Linked DNA regions of Sus scrofa: region 2 is linked to region 1. A link is a contact called in public targeted proximity ligation data. All regions are on one chromosome and are shown on one strand. The core of a region is the stretch at or near the end of the contact, and the rest is flanking DNA. Distances in the headings are between cores, read along the strand shown. Region 1 overlaps SPIDR (DNA repair-scaffolding protein). Region 2 overlaps SPIDR (DNA repair-scaffolding protein).

The links.
Region 2: a contact with region 1 is called in a targeted proximity ligation map of alveolar macrophages. A contact is called at or near these places in 2 of 2 datasets of targeted methods (alveolar macrophages and skeletal muscle).

Annotation. Positions count from the first base shown.
Region 1 is chr4:80,127,198-80,134,331 of Sscrofa11.1, forward strand. The region is part of intron 5 of SPIDR (DNA repair-scaffolding protein); the gene reads right to left. Among named protein-coding and RNA genes, the nearest start is that of SPIDR, 60 kb to the right of the region's middle.
Region 2 is chr4:79,935,608-79,942,369 of Sscrofa11.1, forward strand. The region is part of intron 10 of SPIDR (DNA repair-scaffolding protein); the gene reads right to left. Among named protein-coding and RNA genes, the nearest start is that of CEBPD, 66 kb to the left of the region's middle.

The DNA of each region.
Region 1 (7,134 bases), core at 2,349-4,848:
ATAGTATTTTTGTTTGTCAGGAGTTTTCCCTTGACCACTTTGAATATTGTGCCACTCCCCTCTGGCCTGCAAATTTATGCCGAAAACTCAGCTTATAGCCTTATGGGAATTCCCTTGTACATAATTAGCTGCTTTTTACTTGTTGCTTTTAATTATCTCTACCTTTTTAAATGTTTTAACAAATCTCAGATTGTAGTTTTTAAGGAGTGTGTAATCAGTAGAGCCAATGCTGCTGATAAATCATGTGGAATGAGTATGCCTTAGGATTGAAACTTTGCAGTATTGGGGAGTGGTACCATGCACAGGGATAGAAGCTTGAAAGAAGGTAGAGGAGAGACATTAGAGACAGAAACTTTAAGACACATCTCAAGGAGTTTACATAAGAGTTAGGGAATGAGGCAGAAGGTGCAAGGTAAATGCATTCAAAAACAGTGTGAGGCATTCTTGTTGTGGCTCGGCAGGTTAAGAACCCAACTAGCATCCCTGAGGATTCAGGTTCAATCTCTGGCCTCGCTCAGTGGGTTAAGGATCTGGCATTGCCACAAGCTGCAGTGCAGGTCACAAACATGGCTTGGATTTGGCATTGATGTGGATTGGCTGTGGCTGTAGTTGCAGCTCCGATTTGACCCCTAGTCCAAGAACTTCCATATGCTGCAGGTGCAGCCCTAAAAAGAGAAAAAAAAAAAAGGAATGGTGTGAGTTTTGTTTTGATAGGTAAAGAACTTTCCCTGTCTTTTGCAAACATAAATAAAAAGCAAACAGTTTGTCATTCAAGGCCTTCATGATCTTGATTCCCTACCCTTTTATTGCTCTTCTGTAAAAAAGCCTAACTCAGCTACACCAAAATTTCTGAATTTTCCCCAGAATGCTGTTTTTCTTTTTTTTCTTTCTTTTTTAAATAACTATCTTACCTAGAATGCCCTTCCTCCTTCTTTTCTACCTGGCAAACTCCTTCAATGCTAAAGACTTTGTTTAAAGCATCAATCATCTGTGAAGCCCTTCTCCCTACTCCCAACCTTCTATGAGTGAATTTCATAGTAAGCACCCACATATTCACCTTCTAGAGTCTACCATTAGTATTTCCCATGTTTGCCTTACGTATGTCTACTATACAGTTCTTCCGAACGCACAAAGAAAGAACTGTATAGTAGTTTGCTGTTTGCCTCCACTACTTAGTGTACCCATTCCTATTCCTGAATTTCTATGCACTATTTGTATACATGTCTGTCTGTACTTGAGACTATCAACTTGAAAGCCTAATCTGGTTTTTGTATACATGGCTCCAAGAGTATAGATGACATAGAAAAATTCCCCGTAAGACAGAATATGAAATAAATAAATTCTAATCACATAACTCAGTGAAAACTTCTCTTTATCTGATCTCTAAATTACAGTAACAGAAAAAAATTTTTTTCCACAATATACCTTTCCCATATATGTTGGGAGCCCTAGGTGCAATTGTTCCATCTAAAGAGCAACAAAGGGGACATAAACTTTGTATCACTTCTGCAGTTGACAGAGAAGGAAACTAAAGAGATTCCTTATGCTTTGGGAGGAGAGCAAACATTTCTTTCTGTATTAGATCACACACACACACACACACACACCCTCCAGGTGACCACAACAAAATTTATAGATACTACTCATGTGATAGGTTAACCACTTCTGTTCGACCCCATTGTTGCAGCTAGGAAACCACCTCTTCAGGAGATAATCATGAAATCAGTTCCTATGCAGAGATGAGATTAACAGAATACAACAGACCTTAAGTGTAGAGAACAGGAGAGAATGGAAGATAAATGAATGGAGATTACTTTCTATTCTATTAAAAGAAACGATTTTCATATAATGGTGGGGGGGTAGAGGTGGTGTACATAACATATCTTAAAAAATAAAAACAGACAAACCAGAAGAGTCACTGTTAAAAATGAGTGAATTTAATATGACTATAGGAAAAAAGCCTTGAACAACAGAATCCTTTTCAGACTATGGTGAAAGTATTTTCTTTCCACATGTATTTTGTTCCCCAGATGATTAGACTCTTAAATATACCCTAGAAAAGAAGTTCTTTCTACAAAGCATCCCCTTCATAACTGCCTATCATGACACAGCAACCAAGAAACACAGAGCTTGCACTGGGGATAGTCAACTGGTGACTTCCTGCTAGACTTTCTCAACTCATAAGATGATGAAATTGCTTGGTGTTGCAATGCAGTTATGGCTTTGGGTGAAAACACAGGGCATTCAAGACAGAAGTGGCCAAAGACAATGGTGCCCAGTAGGAAGTTGTTCCTACAAAGGAAATTGCAGTTTCTAAGATGAAGAGGAAGTCAAGAGGGAGAATTAAGTGTCTTAAGAACTTGAGATAATACTGAAGAAACTATTTGTGGTCTCAAATATAGTTAAAACCTTATGTAGTGTATTCAGGTTATCATTTGAAACTGTGAATGCAGCTTAGGGTACAGCTTGCCCACAGAAGTCAAATCATGTCTTCATTAAGTGTCTGTTAGCAGCTGCTGTTCTCCTTCTCTATTCTTTGCAGAAAGCTTTTCTAGAAAAATGTCTGATGATAATATTGAGTAAAAGGGACATAGGAAGACCATTCTCACTCATCTGCTCCTACACAGTAAAAATCTTAGTTACATTCCTCTTCATTTTATGAGGCCCTGTACTGCCCTCTTCATATACAAACCCTTCCACAATGAGCTTTTAGTTTCTGTAATAAATGGTAAATTCTAGGGTTTGCATATTTCCATTTGCCCATAATATGTATCCTAGTCACAACGAATACATTACTAGTCGGTTCCTTAGCATTAAATGAATTAACCCAAACTATCATTTTTAGTTCAACACAACTTTCGTAATAAGGTCTAAGGAACCTCTGGCATAAGTTGTTTCTATCTCCCTCATCTATAGATAATAGAAACTCAAGAGAAACTTCATATCCCACCCACTTATCTCTCTTTTTTATTTTTTATTATGCCCGGAATTTTTTCCTGATGCTTATAAATATTCACAGAGCAGACTTATTCCACTATTAAGCAAGAAACAGCATTGCATATATGATTTTAGTCAACAATAGGCTTTATAAACATTTAAGAGTGGAATTAACAAGAAGGGGACTATTAACAGCTTTTCATAAAAGACCACATGGACTTTCTTTCCTGTGTCTGCAAAGTGGGTGTGACCATGTCAATTTCCTTGCTATTAAGAGTAGTAGCACATGCACCTATGCAAGATTATGTGAGGCACCAAGGATGTGCTTTTTATTCTATTTTCTGAAATCTTGTTTTGGTACTATTTTACTCTAAACAATCTCTAGACACCTTTTTGATGTCTCAACTGCTTCTGACTCTGTTAACAACCACTGAGATCATCCTCCTACCATTTCTAATTTGGCTTTTGAATCACTGTGTTTTCATGACCGCTGGCTTCCTTTCTCACCTTCATTCACTTAACAAACACTGCTGAATACCAAGCACTCTGTTCAATGCTGTTGCACAAACACTGAGACGATGCAGGCTAGCTGTAGACAGGGAATTACGTGTTACAACAGAGTGCATTACATGCTAATGGAAAGAGGAAGGGCTAAGTGCTACAGGGAGTGTAAGGGCAGGAAGCCAGACCCAGGGGTGTGTCCCCAGAGGGAGGGACAGTGAAGATGGCCCTGTGAATATGTTAGAACACCAGCAGCAGAACTTCTTGCCATTTTTAAAACATATTCCCACTGTCTTAAACATGTGAGTATACATAATACATTACCTATACCCTTCGAATGCTGTCCATGAGCTTTATGTTAGTTTTCTATTATGTGTAACAAGTGCCTAAAAACTCAGGGGACTATAGCTGCGCTGGCTTATTAAGTAGTTCTGTAGGCCAAAAGTCTTGTACATTTCAACTGAGTCCTCTGCTCAGGGTATCACAAAGCTGAAATCGAAGTACTGGTTGGGTTTAGTCCTCCCAGTTCTGGAGGCTATGGAGAAAAATCTGATTCTAAGGTCATTCTTGTTGCTAGAATTCCGCTCCTTTTTGCTTTATGACTGAAGTCTCCATTTCCTTGCTGGCTGTCAGCCAGGGTCTACTCTGAGCTCCCCTAGATGCTGCCACATTTCTTGCCCTGTGGCCTCTGCCAACTGTGAGCCAGCAATATTACATAAATCCCTCTCCTGTTTCCAATTCTGACTTCCTCGGTCTCTGACCTCTAGAGCCAGATTTAAAAGGCTCATGGGATCACATCAGGCTCACTGAGAAGCAACTCTTATCTTCAAGCCCATTATGCTATATAACAGAAACTAATCATGGGAGCAATCAGGTGCCATCCTAGTCACAGCCTCAGGGACTATACAAGGTATAGCAGGGAGTGGGGATGTTGGTCATTCTAGAAGTCTACCTACCAAAATTTACAAAGTAAACACAAAAACTAGGTATCAAAATACTTGTCATCAAGGAAGAATTTTATGGCACTGATTAGAAACAGGGTACTTGGGAAGTTCCCTGGCAGCTCAGAGGGTTAGGGATCTGGCCTTGTCGCTGCTGTGGCACAGGTTCACTCTGTGGCCTGGGAAGGAAGGAAGGAAGGAAGGAGAAAAGGAAAGAAAAGAAAAGGAAAGGAAAGGAAAGAAAGAAATAGGATATTTGGGTTTGCTCTAGATACGGATTTTATTTTTCAATTCTAAGATTGCAAAAACCAAAAAAATTACAGACAACTATCAAATCTATGTCTCCTGCTTTTTTATCCTTAATTTACTCTTTACAAATGCCTGAGATATTTATATTTGAAATATCAACTTCACATAATAAAACTGAACTAATAAATAACCTTTTCCTTTAGAGTTACTCCTTTCTGAGATTTCCATTACACCCATAGGCAGCCAGGACTCGAGAGTATCAGCCTCAGCATGGTTATTTTATCTTTTACTCTATGTTCTCTTTGACATCAAGCCAAACTGAAACTAATTCATCATAAATCTTAATACTTTCCCCTCTCTCCATTTTTAAGCAACTTTGTATCTAGAATAGGGTCATGAGAAACAAGGTCTCCAAACCTGATGTCCCCTCCCTGTAATTTTTTCTTCTCCTCTGTCCATGAACAAACTGGCCCCACCCCACACATCTCAGTAAAGTCCCCACCCCCCCTCTCAGCTCACTCAGCAACCCCACGGGGGAACAAGAGCAGCTCTTGTCCCAATCACAGCTATCAGAGCACCTCATCCCAGCACCCAAGGCCAACACTCAGCATTCTCTGGACCCCAAACTCATACTTTGAGCCCCATAATCACCTCTACACCACAGAGTCAGTTTCCTGGACACCTCACCTTCTAGTCCCACCTCTGGCTCTGCACACTCCTCTCAGGCAGACATACCTTGGCTTTGAGGGGTCAGATCCAAAAAGGTTTTTCTGATTACTCTCACCACCATCCGCCTCAAGGTCCTCTGCACCTATACTGCCTGGTATTAGCCTTATCTTGCTCTGGCTCCTATCACTGTTTAACAGGTGCACTCTACAAAGCATACCTCTCCCCCCTATCAAGATGGTTGTCTGTGTGTGTATTTACTCTTCTATATCCCTCAGCATCTTATGCAGCATACACAAGAAATAAAAGAATTACTCCCTCCCCTCCACAATCCAATCTACATTTCCAGTCCTAACTTTTCAGCTGTTTTCATAATCTCTATTTCTCCTTGCCTGGAAGTACAGCGTCTTTAGAATAGAGGTTAATACAGTAGGCCATCGACTCTGGTCTCTACAGGACTGAAATAACAGCATAATTAACAGTCTGGAGTTGCATACAAGTCAATTTATTTATATTTTTTGTCTTTTTGCTATTTCTCGGGCCGCTCCTGCGGTATATGGAGGTTCCCAGGCTAGGGGTCAAATCAGAGCTGTAGCCACCGGCCTATGCCAGAGCCACAGCAACATGGGATCTGAGCCACATCTGCAGCCTACACCCCAGCTCACAGCAACGCCGGATCATTAACCCACTGAGCAAGGGAAGGGACCGAACCCGCAACCTCATGGTTCCTAGTCGGATTCGTTAATCACTGCACCACCACGGGAACTCCAAGTCAATTTATTTAATGTTTAAATTAAATAATATTTAAGACTCTTCAAATAGGAGTAACAGGAAAACAGATTCTAGGAAAATAAACTACTTCTTTTAGATACTAAGGACACATAGCAAAAGAAGTGTTAGAGAGAGTAATAGAACTTGGAAAATGTGCATGAATGTGCAAAACTGCACATACATAAGGGCTGTTTTATTTCATAAGTAAAAGATATGAAACAATTTGAAAGTTCACCCACAGGGGACAGCTAAATGGGTGAGGGTATCACCATGTGCTGGGCCACTGCACCTCAGTGGTAAAAAGGAGACTTCCAAGTCACCACAAAAAGATCTGGGAACATTAAATGTGCACTTTGAGCACACAGCTGTGTGTCAAGTATGCTGTCATTTGTCTAAAAGGGCCAGAGGATAGGAGTTCCAGTTGTGGCTCAATGGTTAAAGAATCTGACTAGGAACCATGAGGTTGCAGGTTCCATCCCTGGCCTTGCTCAGTGGGTTAAGGATCTGGCGTTGCTGTCAGCTGTGGTGGTCATAGAAGAGGCTCCGATCTGGTGTTGCTGTGGCTCTGGTGTAGGCTGGAGGCTACAGCTCCGATTAGACCCCTAGCCTGGGAACCTCCATATGCTGTGGATGTGGCCCTAGAAAAAGACAGAAAAGGGTTAGAGGATAGATCTTCATATACATTTATAGCTCTGGAAGAATTTAATAACAATGTTTGCCCGTGGGGGAAGGAGTCTTTGGGAATGAGGCAGCTTCCATCCTTGCTTATTGTGTGTGGAATGTGTGAGCCTGGTACTTAAAGAGGCCAGGCAGAGCTACTTCTGCAAGTGTGGATATGGAGCAGACTCATCCATGGCTTGTTATAAAGCTCAGTGCCCCAGAAGAAGCTTGATGCCTCGAGAAATAATGCATATACATCTTTACCATTACATTTATGTCTTTCTTCTCTGGAAGAAGAAAAGTTACAGAGGTAACATTCATGGACTTCTTCTTCTGCTATAGGTGCTGCGCTGTACATAGCACAGACACATACAGGAACAGTCACAGACTGTCTGTAAGGGCAAGCAGG
Region 2 (6,762 bases), core at 2,249-4,748, 190 kb before region 1:
AGAAGGCTGGAAAATAATCAGAATAAGAAGGTGGGGGAAAGTGGCAATAAGGGGAAAGACTAATATTTGGGGTTTCAATGCATTACCCTTAATTTAAAATCAGTTATATTTAGGAAAAACTTAAATTATGGGAAGCAGTTGTGAAGGGGCAGGAACAGGGTTGGGGAGGAAGCAGAGGTATCTCCCTGGTGGTGTGCATCTGGTGGTGGGTATGGGGCACGTGGCCAGGGGCCTGTGTGGGGGCATAAGGGACAGGCCTGATGGGACTAGGTGGTGAATCACTGGCACTGCGCAGCCAGCACACCCACCTCCTGCCACCAGCAAGCAGTGGGGACACTAAAAGAGTTGTTAGATCGAATGCTGTTTCAGAAATGTAACTGCTGGGACAGGGAGGAGGTTGGCTTGAACAGAGAATTCAGTCTCCTTGGACCTGGGGTGAACTCCCCGCCCGAATCAATGGCCAACAGGGGAGCTGCCAGGTGCTGTTCACAGGCCGAATTCTGCTGGCTATGTTTTGTTTGTTTACTTCATGTTAAATTTTAAAAAATATGAGCTCCAAATATTAAAATTTGCGAGATTTTATATGATTCAAATTTCCCATTGTCTTGAGAAGCCTGAAGCTGTGGAGTCACTGGGCCAACACCTGTGGCGAGGCACCAGCTTGTCAGGCCCTCCAGTGGCCCCTGCCCGCCCCCCAGCCCTCACACAAGTGCTGTCCCCCTGGCCTCATTCAGCATGCCAGCCTGCATTAGGGCCACATTTTAGGGCAGAGACAGAGCACATGGTCTTGGGGGATGGATGTGGGACAGGGAGTGTCCCTACTGGCCTGAGATTTCTAAAGAGGTGAGCGGAGTGGAGAATAAAGGGCAGCCTCAGGAATGGGCAGCCCAGCTGTGGGTCTCATTTCAGAGAACAGAGAAGCTGGGGAATCCAAAGGTAAGGATAGAACTGACCCACACAGGACTCGTGGGGCTCGGGCTCACTGTGGGTCACACAGAGCACAGGTGAGGAGGGCTGGGGTCCTGCCCTGCTCTGCCAACACCAAACTCTGCACTGACCGTCTCTCTCCAGACTGGGGGTCACTCTCTGGAGGCCTTGCCAGTTATCTTGGTCTAAGTCAGGTGAGATGACTCTATTTCTACATGGAAGGTGCTCTGGCCCTGGCAACTGGGCAGCAGCATGTGGACAAGCACAGCAGGACAACTGGCACTGTCCTCAATAAGCTCTGAAAAACAGAATTTAGCTGCAGCCAAGCCACATGGAGATTAGAACTGACATTTCAAGTGGTGTGAGGGGTCAGCACACGTGAAATTGAGCTTCCTTGCTGGGAAGCAGGTTGGGCACATCTGTTCACTCTCTGGCTGCAGGACACCAAAGATGCTCAGTAACACCCACCCTCCACTACCTGCGACCGGGAGGCTCGGGCTCTGATGTTCCACACACACTGAGCACTGGCGCACGTGAGCAGGTCACTGTGTTTTCAGAAGTAGTCAACTTAGATAAATGCTAAGACAGCACAAGGAAAAGGTCTTCCAAGGAGGAGGGGATACTAGTGGTTAGAATGAGAGCCTCAGTAGTGCATTCGCTACATAAGACAGTCTGCCATTCAGATCTCTTGGAATAATAGTCTGGCAAGTGAATGCTACTTATTTAAAAGCAATGTTCCATTCATGCCTAAAACACTGACTTTCACCTAAATAAAATCCCTTCCCCTACCTTCATGATTTTTAGCAAGTGGTGCCTGCTGGCACTGGCCAGGGAGGGGCTGCTTGAATTCTGCTGCTGGTGGACATGGGCCTGGCTGCTGGGAGCTTCAGCTTTCCAACCTGTACAATCCAGATAACTTCACTTTGCTTCACACCCAGCTAAGTGCCCACACCCATATGTGCTCAGAACCCTGGTTTCCTGCACCCACCAGGCAAATTCACATTGTTACCAATGCAGTTTATCAACAAGAAGGTGGTTTTCTCCTATCACGCTTCAGCCCACCCCTTATATCATGAGTGTGCTCCTCAGTAAAAGGGTTGATCTGCAGGAAGGGGCTCAGTGAAACCAGCCTATGGTCAGCCTGGTGGTGCTGTCCCCAATATCCAGCTCCTGAAGTTCTGTTGTAAGTGAAGCTCCTCTCTATGTAAAGCAATCAAGGCTTATTAGCAAACCCAGTGTCCTCTACCTGCCCAGCCACAGGGCACCCCATCCTGGCCACCAGAGCCTGACTACGGCACTTGGACTCCATGAATTTCTGAGACATGAGGGTGAGGCTGGGAGAACTGACTGAAACTGGTGCCAAATGAAACTACACAGCACATGCCAGCAACATAAAATAAGAGAGATAAGAGGTTCCCAGTTCAATCCCAGGCATATCATGATAGAAGGATAAAGTCCATCATGGAGTTAATATTTGTCTTTAAGAATGTTTCTTTCCTTCTCGTAACAGCCAAATGTCCCATCATTAAAGATCACTTTAAAAATTCTAGAAATGCGTGCATTGTTAATCTGTGAAAGCAATGGAACAAAGTACAAGGAATAAGGAAAACAAATGTTGATTCATAGATGGGGTTTTAGTAAGACTATAATTTAATTCCCCTTTGAAGTTTTAAATGCCCCTCCCCAACTTTTCAAAAGTATTTATTTTTCCCTCCTTTCATTCTGTGACTCAGTAAGATAGATACATAAGAACATAGAAGCAGTGTATGTGTGTGTGTGTATCTGTGTGTGTGTGTGTGTGTGTGTGTGTGTGTGTCTATGCTTGTGTTCCGAGAGAGAAGCAGATGAAGTGACATGTGGGATGTTTACACGAGTCAGGGAAGTAGTTCTGAGCAGTCCACCAAGAATTCCCGGAATCAGAATCAGGCTCCGCTGTTTTATTCTAGGTCAGTGTCAACTGAAACAGCCTCTGAAAATCAACAAGGATCTTTCTCTTCACATTATAATCCCTACTAAGCCTCAATTTAAGGACGAGAAACAGAAGAAATTAGAGGATGAAGTGAGAAAAAAAGCAAGAGAGAGAGAGAAAGGGGAAGGAAGCTGAGAGGGGAGTTTGGACCAGACCCGGGGCGGGGGAGTTGGGGGGAGTGCAGAGGAAGAGAGCCGAGGGGGCAGGGCCTTCCCAGCTCCAGCCCGCACGCAGACGGGAAACCAGATACAGCAGGACACTGTGTCCTCCTGAAAAACAACCAGACTGCACTCCTAAAGTAAACAGTTAATCCCGCTGTTTATCTTCTTAACATGAGATGTTAGCAGGATGATCCCTACTGCACAGAAATGTGGTCTCTACTCATTTAAAAATCCTATTTCTCTTTGCTAAAATAAAAGTGTGACATGAAAACTTTCTAGTATCAGTGAACAGGAAGGAATAATAATCTTTCTTTGCTGAAAGTGACTTAACTAAAGGATGGCAAAAAGCCTGAGAAAGGCCTTTTCCACACTCATACTTCCTCTTCATTATTGGAAAATACTGTATTGCTGAAATCAACCAAACAAAAAACACTGCTGCCAGCTTGGTCTTTAAGGAGGACACGAATAATGCTGACATAATTGTGGTGTCCTGGGCTTGGACTGTGGTCTCAGTTCCTAGAGATAAGACTGTGACCGGACCAAGACAAGTCAGAAGAGGACATTTTACACATTCATACAAGTTTGCCTCCAGAACGAATTTTCAAAGGTACAGTTACTCTCACATATTTTTGTTAGTTGAAATTTCTACTGAAGGAAGCAGCTGTGAGAGTCACCAGAGACCCTTATATAAGTACTTGGCCCCTTCTCCCAGTATCCTGGGCATCAGTAAGACTTCGCGCCAGACCCCTCATGGCTATGATCCACCCACCCAGGCCAGGGCTCACTCACTTGACTGGTCTCTCACCTGTGTGTGTTTGGAGCTGTGAAGTTTCATCACTTGTGGAGGACCCTGTGCCCACCAGCACAAGGACCCTTGTGACACCTTTTACCACCTACCTCCCTACCATCCACCCATAACATCTAATTTGTCCTCCATTTCTGAAATACGGCCACTTCAAAATGTTATAAAAATGGAATCAAGTAGTATATGATCTCTGGGATTAATTTTTTTCCCTTAGCATAGTTCCCTGGTGATAATCCAAGTTATTATGCCTTTTATTTTTATAACAGCTTTGTTGAGGCCTAATTTACATACTATAGAAATTCATCCCTTTTATTGTGGCAAAATAACCATAACATAAAATTTATAATTTCACCATCTTCATGTGTACAATTCAGTGGCATCAAGTACATGCACATGTTCTGCAACCAGCAGCACTAACTAGTCCTAGTCCCAGAATATTTCCCCAAAAGGAAATCCCAACCTGTTAAGCAGCCTTCCTTTTGTCTCCTCTCCCAAATACTTGGCAACATACTGATCTGGCTCTATGGATTTGCCTGTTCTAAATATGTCACATAAGTGGAATCATGCAAAATATGGCCTTTTGTGACTGGCTCCTTTCACTAAGCATAACATTTTCAAGGTGCGCCCATGTTAAGGCAGGTGCCAGTCCTGACTTTCTGTAGTTGGCTGAAGAATATTCTATTGTATAGATATACCACACCCTGTTTCTGCATCCATCAGCTGATGAACATTTGGGATGTTCCTACTTTTTTGAAGTGATATTATTATTATATTACTACATATAATAACTATAATAGTATTATGAATGATACTGCTATGAACGTTAGTATAGCAGTTATGTAGATATGTTTTCAATTCTCTTGGGTTTATACTTGGGAGTAGAATTGCTGGATCATGTGGTAACACTATATTTAGCTTTTTGAGAAACTGCCAGATTATTTTTCCAAAGTGGCTGCACTATTTTACAAGCCAGTCTGAGGGTTCCGATTTCTCCACACCTTTGTCAACACTTATTAATGTCAGTCTTTTTTATTACAGTCATCCTGGTGAGTGAGAAGTGATATCTCTTTGTAGTTTTGATCTGCATTTCTCTGGTGGCTACTGACATCGATTATCATGCACTTCTTGGCCACCTATATATCTTTGGAGAAGTGTCTATTCAAATCCTCTGACCATTTTTTATTTGGGTTATCTTTTTATATTGAGTTGTATTCGTTTTTACATATTCTAGATAAAAGTCCCCTATCAGATAATGGGGTTTGCAAAAAGTTTCTCCCAATCTCTGGGCTGTCTTTACTTTCCTTATGATGTCCTTTGAAGCACAGAAGTTTTTATTTTGATGAGACCCTATTTATGGTGTTTTGTTTTTGATTTTTGCTTTTTCAGGACCATACCTGTGGCATATGGAAGCTCCCAGACTAGGGGTCGAATCAGAGCCACAGCTGCCAGCCTACACCACAGCCACGCAATGCCAGATCCAAGCCTCATCTGCAACCTATGCCACAGCTCATGGCAAAGCCAGATCCTTAACCCACTGAGTGAGGCCAGGGATCAAATCTGCATCCTCATGGATAACAGTTGAGTTTGTAACATGCTGAGCAACAACAGCAACTCCTGTATTTTTCTTTTGTCATGTATGCTTTTGGTGTCATATGTAAGAAATCACTGCCTAATATATTCCTATGTTTACTTCTGATAGTCGCATAGTTTTAGTTCTTCATTTAGGTCTATGATCCATCTTGAATTAATTCTTGTGCATTCATTGTGAGGCAGGGGCCAACATAATTCTTTTGCAATATGGATATCCAGTTATCTCAGTGTTATTTGTTGGAATTACTATTCTTTCCCAGTTGAACTCTCTGTCTCCCTTGTCAAAAATCAGTTGACCATACATGTAAGGCATTATACATTTTAAAAGAACATATACATCATCCCAGTGATATTTTAAAAAATATGAATTTTATGAGGATAGGTCTTTTTTTGTGTGTGTCCTCACGAACTCACCATTTAATAGAGGAGATAAAGCACATATTTAAATAAGCAAAGTACCACACAGAAATTCTACGAGTCATAAATAAAATACCATGGAATTTCTGAGAAGAGAACATTACCTTCAGTCTGGACCCCAGGGAAATTTCTGCTGACTGGGGTTATATGAGACAGACCTTTAGAGGGAGGGAGCATGTCGTCTTGTAAGAAGAGGGAATATAGGCATAGGAATGGTGGAGAGGTGGGACAACGTCAGCCAGTGAGCAGTGGGGGCAGCAGAAGGTAAAAGCTAAAAAGAGCAGCTAAAGGAGAATCCTGCCAATGGGATTCTGGCCATCATATCATCTATTTATCTTTTTTTTTTTTTTGGCTTTTGGTCTTTTCATGGCCGCACCCACAACATATGGAGGTTCCCAGGCTAGGGGTTTAATCAGAACTGTAGCCACCGGCCTATACCACAGCTCATGGCAACGCTGGATCCTTAATCAACTGAGCAAAGCCAGGGATCGAACCCGCCACCTCATGGTTCCTAGTCTGATTCGTTTCCACTGCACCATGACAGGAACTCCTCTTTCTGGGGTTATTCAAATGATCTGAAATAAGAAACTATTACTTCTTTAATCAGAAAACAATTAGCTAAATTATTACAAAATATTACAGAAAGTAGATTAGTGGTTCCCTGGAGCTAGCGGTGGGAATGGGGGCTAACTGTGAAAGGACATGAGGGACCTTACTGGGGGCAAGAAAATGTCCCCAAGCTGATTTAAGGTGATGGCTGCACTAGTTGGTAAAGCTACTAGACACCACTAACTCATATAATTGAAAGAGGTGAATTTTATGATCCACCTATTTCTTTTCTTTTTTCCTTAAAAATTTTTTATATTGGATTATAGTTGATTTGCAATGTTGTT